3 separate regions of the Sus scrofa genome follow, and all the other regions are linked to region 3. The links are chromatin contacts, called in public HiChIP or PLAC-seq maps. All regions are on one chromosome and are shown on one strand. The core of a region is the stretch at or near the end of the contact, and the rest is flanking DNA. Distances in the headings are between cores, read along the strand shown. Region 1 overlaps PTPN1 (protein tyrosine phosphatase, non-receptor type 1). Region 2 overlaps PTPN1 (protein tyrosine phosphatase, non-receptor type 1). Region 3 has its middle 43 kb from the start of PTPN1.

Region 1 (3,526 bases), core at 317-2,816, 89 kb after region 3:
CACTTTAAGTTGTAGTAAAATACACATAACGTAAAGTTTACCGTTGTAACCATTTTTAGGTATACAACTTTAGTGGCATGAAGTCATTCACATTGTTGTGCAGACTTGTCTTTTAGTAATAGTAAAATATAAACTTAAAGATTTTGAAATGTAACTATGGTATTGATTTTGGAGAGCAGAATTAGATATGTGAGCCGTCTAGCAGGGGCACAAGGCAGGTCTCCTATGAGTCCAGGCACTTGGTCTTCCTGACACTTTGGTACAGTGGGATTTGTTTACGTCTCCTAGGAAAGCATTTGGATGGTTTGTTGGCTTAAAAGGGCGTTCTCTCTGCTCTTGATAACAGTGGCTTTACAAAAGGTTACAGGCGGAACTCCTAGGCCTGACCTTGAAGGCTCTCCAAGACCCGGCCTATCCCAACCTGTGCACTCTGGCCAGCTGTCATTCCTCCCACTTGCTCACTCGCTGTTCCTACAAAAGATGTGAACTCCCCCCCGCCTGCCCCCAAGCCCTTTTCCTCATCTTTCCAGCTCTCAGCCCCATGCCCCTTCCTTCCACCCCAGGCGTGCAGTCGTTCCTCTTCAGTTTTCCTCCCATGACCTTGTGCCTCTGAATTAGCACCTTGCATTTCCCACCCTGCCTGGCTCCCTTTGATGTCTGGTTCTGGGCTAGGTCTTCCTCAGTGCCTGGCACATGGCCCATGCTCAGTTAACCATCTAGATGAATTCCTGATGCCAGAGATTTCAAGAGAGAACTCTTTATCCTTTTTTTTGTAGGATATCCGACACGAAGCCAGTGACTTCCCCTGTAGAGTGGCCAAGCTTCCCAAGAACAAGAACCGAAACAGGTACAGAGATGTCAGTCCCTGTAAGTATCCACGTCGCTGTTCCCCTGCTTCCACTGCGGCAGCCCTTCCTCAGCTGCAGGGCCTCTCAGTCAAGGTTCCTTTAGCCCAGGGTTTGGTAATAAGTCGGCAGCAGTAAAGGTTTATGACTTGATTGTTTCCTATAATAAAGGCATTAGAGACTTATAGTAATGGTTCATTTTTCCACCCTTGTAGAAGGGGTAAGGTTTCAGTTTCTGGAAAATTCAGCTAAGTTCAAAGCACTTTTTTTTAGCTTTGACTGTTTCAGTGATGAATCATTTTCCTACCAGCTGAAGCAGAGTGTCACAGGCATAATAGAACCCCTTCTGGATGACTCAGCAACAGTATTATTAGACCCTGAGCATTGTAATGAACTATAATGGTGCCCTACAGGCATTAAGGGGGGGGAGCATTTCACCTCCTCAACTAAAGACGCAGCTCTGCTTGTTGACCCGACACCCACTGCCTGCCGCCATCGTCATTTTTCTGGCTCTTTCCTGCTATTAGCTCTCAGTGTGCCTGCTGGCCGCCTTTTCTGCCTTCTGTGTAATTGGTTTTCAGTCCAGTGATGGGAAAAGTAAATAACCAAATGTGTTAGAATTTGTATCAAGTAAGAAAAACTGGAGCTGAGTAAAGGACATGAACTTTGCCCCTTTCTCTAGGCCACAGAGGACTTTTTGACTCACCTCCATGTGGCCGTTATCAGTCAGCAAGGGATGTGGTGCCGACAGCTCCATGGCAGTGTTCTCTGCCAGGAACACGGGAGATACAGCCGGTCAGTCCTCAGCCAGGCACCTCCCTCAAGCCTGCTGAAGCTCACTGTGCCTGGCTCTGGTGGCAGCTCTTGGTGCCCGCCTGCAGGAGAGTCGGCAGTGTCCCCTGCCCTGAATTGTGCAGTGCCCAGGCCCCTGGAAGGGGAGTAAATTGGACCTGCGTGGGCACAGAGCAGGCTGCCTCCGACTGCTAGCCTGGAGGTCCCTGCCTGGCTTGGTGACTCCCTCTCCCCCTCAGAGCTGAGAGGCCTCAGGCCGGTTGACCTTTCCTCTGATCTTCAGTCAAACAGGAGTCACACAGATCTCAGGATTGTGTAAAGATGAAATAAAGTAACATCAGCCAGTTAGCCCAGTGTCTTGCTCATGAGTGTTAGCTGTGGTTGTGACGGCTGTTATCTGAAGGTACCCGCCAGGACCATCTGAAGTACAGTTCTAGGTCACGTGACGCATGATTTTGCCCCAGTGCCCAGTTCTCTTGATTTATAGGTCATTGCACCTCATAGGTTTTATTTAAAAATAATGCTAGTAACCTCTTCTCAGGTGATTCTGCTGTGAAGCTCTGGGGCAGCTACTCTGAACTGGAAAGAACAATCACTGTTGGAATCTTTGACGCACTGCCGGCGGGGCCCTTGGTCTGCAGCTTTTGCTGTACTTGCTCTGAATTAGGCATTAATGTTGTCTTTAATATTCCTTTTCAACGTTTTTGATCAGTGCTCATCTAAATGGTTTTATGAACCAGTTTTACAGAGGAAAAAAAAACAGCATTTAAAATATTCTTGGGAGTTCCCGTCGTGGCGCAGTGGTTAACGAATCTGACTAGGAACCATGAGGTTGCGGGTTCAGTCCCTGCCCTTGCTCAGTGGGTTAATGATCTGGCGTTGCCATGAGCTGTGGTGTAGGTTGCAGACGTGGCTCGGATCCCTCATTGCTGTGGCTCTGGCGTAGGCCAGTGGCTATAGCTCCGATTCAACCCCTAGCCTGGGAACCTCCATATGCCGCGGGAGCGGCCCAAAGAAATAGCAAATAAATAAATAAATAAATAAATAAAATAAAATAAAATAAAATAAAATATTCTTCCAGAGATACAATTGAAAAGCTTTTTCACCCCTGTCCAGTCTCACTCTTTATATTTTTCTTTTTCTCCCCTTTCTCCATCTTCAGTAGAAAAAGTAATTTGCTTTTAAGGTTGTGGAGGAAATGGGGGAAATGTTTCAAGGGACAAAGTGATTGTTGTTAGCTTCCATTTGGCAGGTGGAAAACCCAGCACTCAGACGATAAGTTGTTTGCCCAAAGTCCCCACCCAGTGCTGTGTGAGTCCACTCACATAACCACCAGTGCCAGTCATAATTTTTTTGAGATCTCTTATCTCCATGACCCACTTAAATATTACCCAAGTGTTTCAGTTTGTATTAACCCTCTATGATGAGAAACATTATTCCAAACAGTGACTGATTTTCAAAAACATCTCTTTGAGACCCTTTAGAACAAAGTCTCAAACCACTTATTCCCACTAATTTTTCCTTTTCCACTGGGCAGGGGGAGAAATTTATGGATGATCACCTGAGTTCATCATCCCTTGTGTTGTACCAGAAATAAAAATAACCACCTGCTCTCTTTTTGGTTTTTTTAGTTTTTATTATAGTTGATTTACAATGGTGTGCCAATTTCTGCTCTGTAGCAAAGGTGACCCAGTCATACATATGTACACTCCTTTTCTTATGTTATCTTCCATGATGGCCTACCCCAAGAGATTGGATGTAGTTCCCTGTGCCGTACAGTGGAACCTCATTGCTTATACGTTCTAAGTGTAATCCCACCTGCTCTTTTTAGCTATACTAGTGGGATGAGGAAAGTGGCCCTTAGGAAACCATAGCTTTTATAACAAAGT
Region 2 (3,460 bases), core at 430-2,929, 110 kb after region 3:
CGTGCTTACTTGAAATTAGTGATTTCTGAACAGGCGAATCTCTTAGAATCATCACGAGTATGTTTCTCTTTCAGTCTCAAGAAACTCGAGAGATCTTACATTTCCACTATACCACATGGCCTGACTTTGGAGTCCCCGAATCGCCAGCCTCATTCCTGAACTTTCTTTTCAAAGTCCGTGAGTCGGGGTCCCTCAGCCTGGAGCATGGCCCCATCGTGGTGCACTGCAGTGCCGGTATCGGCAGGTCGGGGACCTTCTGTCTGGCTGACACTTGCCTCTTGCTGGTAAGAAGGCCCTTGAAGACCCAGGGAAGAGAAGGGACCACACTTGAACCTCCACTCTGGCTTGGCCAGAGCCTCTCCGTTAGTGTTTCTGCAGTAAACTAGCTTTGACCTTCACTTTTTAACAGCTTCCCTCCTGTGAAAGGAGCCTTTCCCCAAATAGCTTCGTTTGAAAGGATGCTCTTAATTTTATTGTGGAAGCTGGGAAGATCCAAAGAATCCCCTTCCCTCTGATTTTTTTCCCCTTACATGGTCCCAGATTTACTGCTCTATTTTCTAGACTTCTGCCAACCTCACTGATTTTTCCTAAGGAGGAATTGGTATACTCCTTTCCTAAGGAGGAATTGGTATACTCTTCCCTTTTGAAAGTCACATGGTGCTTGAGACTTGGACCTCACTGGCCTGTGTCTCCTCTCTGGCTTTCAGATGGACAAAAGGAAAGACCCTTCTTCTGTTGATATCAAGAAAGTTCTATTAGAAATGAGGAAGTTTCGGATGGGACTGATCCAGACAGCAGACCAGCTCCGTTTCTCCTACCTGGCTGTGATCGAGGGTGCCAAATTCATCATGGGAGACTCTTCAGTACAGGTCAGCATTGCTTTTGCTTTAACCCAGGTGTGTTGGTTTTAAATTTTTGCCTCTAAATAAGGAGGCTATTCGTTGTAAAAAGTTCAAAAGTATCCTGTGTCAGAGGAAATAGTTACCCTTCATATTTAAATAGCTGGAGTTGTGGAAGTTTTCACCACGTTCCAGTTTCTGCCTTTGAAGAGCTCACATAGAGAGCATTAGTAGGCAGAATAGACTTTATTTGCAGAACACCTCATCTTCCAAGGACGTGGCTGGAGACCCAAGAAGCTGGGAGGGTCCCTCACGAGCCCTCACCTCTGCCCACTTAAAGGGGAGCATTCCTTGATAAATCAGCCAAATGTGAAATCTCATGAGACTTCTCCTTGCTGCTTTTTCAAGGAGCAATGGAAGGAACTCTCCCACGAGGACCTGGAGCCCCCACCAGAGCACGTCCCCCCGCCTCCTCGGCCTCCCAAACGAATCCTGGAGCCGCACAATGGGAAATGCAAGGAGTTCTTCCCAAACCACCAGTGGGTAAAGGATGAGACTGAGGAGGATAAAGAAGATGGCCCTATCAAGGAAGAAACCAGAACCCCCTTAAACGTCTCCTGCAGCCTAGAAAGGTAATGTGAGAGGGTCCTGGCATCCTGGGGGCTGGGGAAGTGGCCTTTTGTTCCAGAAATACATGTTGATATTGAAACCTGTGGATATAGGCTTCTTTTAGCAAGCACCACTTCTTTGTCCTTGGGGGATGGGGTCCTGGACCATCACTGCTTCCCAGGGTTGGGCCTGGTGACTGACTGACTTTAGTGTGGGCCTAGCACCACCTGCTGGTGCTTGTTGAAATCATGTCTGGTGTAGCTGAGTCAGACCTTCAGCACCAGTGCTGACAGAAGCCTCCCCCAGGCTTCAGGCCAGTCCTGAAACTGATATCCAGGCTTGAGCATGTCCTTTCAGCCCCCACTGGTTTTTGGGGAACTTAACCTTTTCGTTTAGCCTTGATTAACCTGATCACCATTTTGCTTCCTTGCAGTTCGACAAAGATTACCGAGCACCTACTGATGCGTGTCGAACACTGAGATAACTAGACCATGGCCCCTGGTCTGTGTTCTAGATGGTTTTGTCAGGAAGGGAGCAGTAGATTGTGGTGGGGCCTGTGGACAGTGTTGTAATGGAGGTGTGCGCTGAAGTGGTCAGCCTTTGAGAAGGGACACTCAGCCTTCTGTGGGTGGTCAAGGAAGGCTGCCTGCAGGAGGTGGCGTCATGCAGAAGCTTGAAGGATGAATGAAGCAGAGTTAGCCCAGGCCTGAGACTGGAGGCAGTGCCCTTGTCTGCTTTTTTGGAGGGTGGTTTACGATTGGTGCACGGTCTCGACCCCGCATTTATCTACATCTAGAAATTCAGCCTGCAGCAGTTCTCAGGCAGGTGTGCAGAGATGTATAGCTAGAGGCCTTATAGTGGTGTCATCATTTGTAATTGTGAAAGACTAGAGAAGAGCAGGTTATATATCCAGGGAGCAGATAAATTTGCCTTCCCCCTGTGTTGGCTGTTTTACAGCTGTTACCGTGTGGAGTCAAGATGTAGCGTTGTGGCCAGACGTCACAACAGGTGTGCATGATAAAAGAGGTTACCCGCGATGTGTGCCCCATTGGTTCTGTGGCTAAATTGATCATCAGAAATCTCACCTGGATACTTTGCCAAATGCTGGTTTCCAAGTCCCAGTCTTTCATGCAGCTGCTCCTCATCACAGGGCCGGCACAGGAGGTGCATGATGTCCGCGTGTCCGTAGCATCAAAGGCCTCTCTGCGTGTCAGTCTGCTGGGGTCCCGGGGAGGGAGTGGAAGGCTGGGGGCCATGCCATTGCCTTCCCTGATCTGAAGGGTACATTCTTTCAGCAGCCCCAGGGCAAAGTTGGCACCTGTTTGCACCAGTGGCTGTATTTTTCCTTAGGCCCTTAGCCACCCTCCATCTCTAGGCTGGAGTCCTGGGGCCTCCAGAACCCTACCCTGGCTGTAGGGCCCTGCGGTGGAGGTAGTAACAGCGGGCCTCCGGTCAGTGTCAACATTGCCAAGCTCCGTTTGCATGTGGCTCATCTTTTCCTAGAATACCTTCCATAATAATAGTGTCCCTGCCATTGTTTTCCCCAGAGTGAGTAACCCACCTTTGCCCCCCTCATTCCTCAGCGCGAGTCAAGACACTGAAGTCAGAAGGCGGGTCGTGGGGGCAGGTTCTGCCCAGGGAGAGCCATCACCACCCAAGGAGGAGCAGGACCAGGCGTTGACTCCCTGGAAGCCCTTCCTGGTCAACATGTGCATGGCCACAGTCCTCACCGCTGGCGCGTACCTCTGCTACCGGGTATGTTTTCACTGACGGACGTGCTGGCCAGACCGCGTGTACAGAAAGCCCTGGCCACCAGCCCGGCGTTAGCACTCAGAGCAGGAGGCTCTGAGCCAGTCTCAGAAGAAGCAGATCAAAGGTTTTCAAAGTCTGGAACTGTGAAGGGCTAACAGGAGAGAATTAAGGATTGATGCACTGGGGTTTTAAGGAGCCCTGTGGTCCCAAGAATATAAGAGTCTAATCTCAGGGCCTTAACCTATTCAGGAGTAAGTAGA
Region 3 (3,391 bases), core at 885-3,384:
AGCAAGAGTGGGAAAACCAGCGCCTTCTGAGCTAGCGGAAGGTGTCAGGCGACCAGGGGGAAGTTGTGCGAAAAATGACAAAGCATGCCCTCTCCCAGCACAGGGTATGGTGGACACTGTGATGCTGCCACTCCCCAAAGCCTTCCCAGACCCCTGCCTGTCGCCACAGCCCCACGTGTCCCCATAGCATAACATGTATCACTGAGTCTGTGCCCCTCTTCACATGTTACCTGACTTAACCTGGTCCTGACAACATGTATGGAGGAAACCATAGGTCACTACATTAGCCTCATTTTACAGAGCAGGAAACTGAGGCTTAAAATGTTAAACAATTTGTTCAAGGTTGCCTAGCTGGTAAATGGCTGAGTCTAAATTTAACACCATTTGGTTTCATTCTGTCTGATTAGTCTCCTTCTTCTCATATCTACTAAACCAAATGGTGAGTTTCTGGAGAAAGGGATGGGTTCACAGGCTTTACCATATTCCCAGGGCTTGGCATAGGATCTAGCACATGAGGACCTAATAATAATGAATGACTAAATTAATTAACAAATTGGGGATGGATGGATGGATGGATGGATGGATGGATGGATGGATGGACAGATTCACTGAAAGTTAAGTGGGTGAAATGAATGGATGAAAGGGTAAATGGATGGATAGATGGAGAGATGGATGGATGAATGCATGGCTGGCTGGCTGGCTGGATGGACAGGTCAGTGGATGAATGGATAGGTGGATAGATAAGTGAAATGCATGAATGAAAGGATGGATGGATGGATGGACAGATAGATGTATGGACAGATAGATATATGAACGTATGGAAAGGTAAGTGGGTGAAATGCATGGATGAAAGGATAAATTGATGGATGGATGGATGGATGGATGGATGGAGAGATGGATGGATGGAGAGATGGATGGATGGATGGACAGATAGATGGATGAATGAATAGATATGTAGGAGGGTGAAATGTATGAATGAAAGGATGGATGGATGGATAGATGAATGGAGGATGGACAGGTAGATGGATGAATGGATGAGTGGATAGATAAGTGAAATGCATGAATGAAAGGATGGATGGATGGATAGATGGGTGGGTGGATGGATGATATTGATGGATGAGTGAGTGAGTGAGTAGAATGCATACATGGAATGAATGCATGACTATACATGTAAAAGAATTAACTAAATAAATGGTCATGGAAAGCAGAGGCATTAGGAGTTCAAGTGTTTGTTCCTGGACCTTGAATGCACCCTTCAGGAAGGTCTTAAACTGGCAGTTCTCAGGCCAAATCAGGCTTCAGACTTGTTTTATTTGGACATCAAGGGTTTTTAACTTTTTAATTAATTGCCATTGTGTAAAAATTAGGAAATTTCACATAAGTAATCTAGATTTCTGCCTTCTCTTGCAAAATTGGGCCAGCCCACAGGAAACAAAGTGCCAGGACTAACCAGGCTGAGCCGTCTGGGACACCACGGTCCCCACCACTCCCCAGTGCATCCCTCATGTTGAGGTTGAGTCTCAGCTGCCGTTTATCATGGCACTGGGGCTGGCGTTTTTCTCACAGTACAAATATAATGAAAACGAAAAATCTCTTGTACATGACTTTCCATCAAAAGTGGGAAAATGAAAATATATAAAAAGAAAACTGGGAGAAAAGGTATTTCTTTGTGGAACAAGAGAATATTTCTGTGGATTTGAAACCCAAGCAATGCATACTTTTCTGAGGGACAGTAGATTACATTGGTTAAGGGCACAGGTGCTGGAGCCTGACAACTTGGGTTCAAGCCCCAGCTCTGCCACCTACTGGCTGTGTGGCCTTGGGCAAGTCACTGAACTTCTCTGGGCCTCAGTTTTCTCATCTCTGTGGCAGGGATGGTGTCGGTCCCCACCCCCAGGGTATTAATACTTGTTAATACAAGTTCCTATATGTGAGGCTCTGTGTGTGTGAGCCATTCTTACCTTAAGCAGGACTAACTTCGGTCACTGCCTGGGCCCTGTAGGTCCACAGTAGGGGTTCTAAACCCAAGGCCATTTGGCAATGTCTAGATTTGGCAATGTCTAGAGACCTTGGACTGTCACAACGTCCCATTCCAGGCTGCAGCCAGTTAAACAAGGGATGTGTCCCCAGCGCCTCCTGGTGGCCTCATCCCTAAACTGCGTGAAATTCCCCAGCCTTGGGTAGTGGTGGAGAGATTGGGGACTTACCCCAGGGCCATAGTCTCCAGACTAGTTGTCAGGGTAGAGATTTAAAGTAATGAAAGATGGCAGCAAAGGCTTGGGCGTTTGGATCCCAGCTCTTGAACAGAGCAGCAGGAAGACTTGAGCCAAATTCTATGACCTTTCTGGACCTCAGTTTCCTCCCCTATAAAATGGGGATGATGTCACTTCAGTGTTGTTGAAGGACTAGATTAGGTAACAGACAAAAACAGACAGCGCACATGGGACTCTTCACAATCGTCTTCTCTGACACTGGTGTACATCCAAATCCATAACCATTTACATTTGATGAACTTCCAAACTACTCAGAGTGATTTTTTGGTTTTGTTTTGGTTTTGTTTTTTGTCTTTTTAGGGCTGCACCTGTGGCATGTGGAAGTTCCCAGGCTAGGGGTTGAATTGGAGCTGTAGCTGCCAGCCTATGCCACAGCCACAGCAACGCAGGATCCAAGCCACGTCTGCAGCCTACACTACAGCTCACAGCAATGCCAGATCCTTAACCCCACTGATCAAGGAGGGATCGAACCAGTGTCCTCATGGACACTAGTCAGGTTTGTTACACTGAGGCACACTGGGCACTCCATCAGAGTGATTTTTGTTTTATAAAGACATATTTACTTACATGGAATGGGATCCACATATATCATCAAGTAACCTCAGGCTTCAAAAACCTTGTGCCCAGAAGGATCCCATTTTTGTTTGGCTTACCTGGATGTTCAAATAGGTACACTTGTAGCATATATGAGAAAGAAAGACCTAAATTTCTTCTTATATAAAGAGCTCTTGCAGATGGAAAAAAAGAAACAATTATCCAATGGAAAGATAGGCAAAGGACTGAATGCTTTGCTACCAGAAAAGAAATAATAATACAAATGGCCTTTAGATATATTTTTAAATCCCCAACCTAATATAAAAGGAAGGACTGCAGAATACAACCACCGTGAACACCTTTTTCCCCAGTGAGCAGGGCAAAGATTGAGAAGTCAAATCATAGTAGGCGTCGGCTAGAGTGTGGGGAAACCAGCCCTCACGTAAGCTGATGGTCTGAATGCCAATTGGTAGGTATGACCTTAGAAAGCATTTGGACAATAAGTGTTAAAATTTAAAAACGCACCTGCCCTGTGACCAGGCAGTTCAGCTGCTAGGAATGTATCCCCACAGAAATAGATCCAC

What was found. HiChIP or PLAC-seq counts read pairs in DNA pulled down with a chosen protein or histone mark.
Region 1: a contact with region 3 is called in an H3K27ac HiChIP or PLAC-seq map of alveolar macrophages. The contact joins two enhancer-like sites. A contact is called at or near these places in 3 of 47 Hi-C or Micro-C datasets (embryonic fibroblasts and skeletal muscle) and 1 of 2 datasets of contacts at active chromatin or transcription factors (alveolar macrophages).
Region 2: a contact with region 3 is called in an H3K27ac HiChIP or PLAC-seq map of alveolar macrophages, with 9 times the contacts expected there. The contact joins two enhancer-like sites. A contact is called at or near these places in 11 of 47 Hi-C or Micro-C datasets (alveolar macrophages, embryonic fibroblasts, fetal skeletal muscle and 4 more) and 2 of 2 datasets of contacts at active chromatin or transcription factors (alveolar macrophages and skeletal muscle).

What each region holds. Positions count from the first base shown.
Region 1 is chr17:52,061,450-52,064,975 of Sscrofa11.1, forward strand. PTPN1 (protein tyrosine phosphatase, non-receptor type 1) reads left to right here. Exons shown (of 10, transcript NM_001113435.1): 2 at 777-867. Among named protein-coding and RNA genes, the nearest start is that of PTPN1, 46 kb to the left of the region's middle. Within about 2 kb of position 1,567, at least 40 of the 83 cell types and tissues checked have an H3K27ac peak or open chromatin away from gene starts, as enhancers often do. A contact at or near this core is called in alveolar macrophages and skeletal muscle, where this site is marked.
Region 2 is chr17:52,080,247-52,083,706 of Sscrofa11.1, forward strand. PTPN1 (protein tyrosine phosphatase, non-receptor type 1) reads left to right here. Exons shown (of 10, transcript NM_001113435.1): 6 at 75-284; 7 at 708-869; 8 at 1,248-1,471; 9 at 3,032-3,203. Among named protein-coding and RNA genes, the nearest start is that of PTPN1, 65 kb to the left of the region's middle. Within about 2 kb of position 1,680, at least 2 of the 83 cell types and tissues checked have an H3K27ac peak or open chromatin away from gene starts, as enhancers often do. A contact at or near this core is called in alveolar macrophages, where this site is marked.
Region 3 is chr17:51,972,002-51,975,392 of Sscrofa11.1, forward strand. No RefSeq gene overlaps it. Among named protein-coding and RNA genes, the nearest start is that of PTPN1, 43 kb to the right of the region's middle. Within about 2 kb of position 2,135, at least 14 of the 83 cell types and tissues checked have an H3K27ac peak or open chromatin away from gene starts, as enhancers often do. A contact at or near this core is called in alveolar macrophages and skeletal muscle, where this site is marked.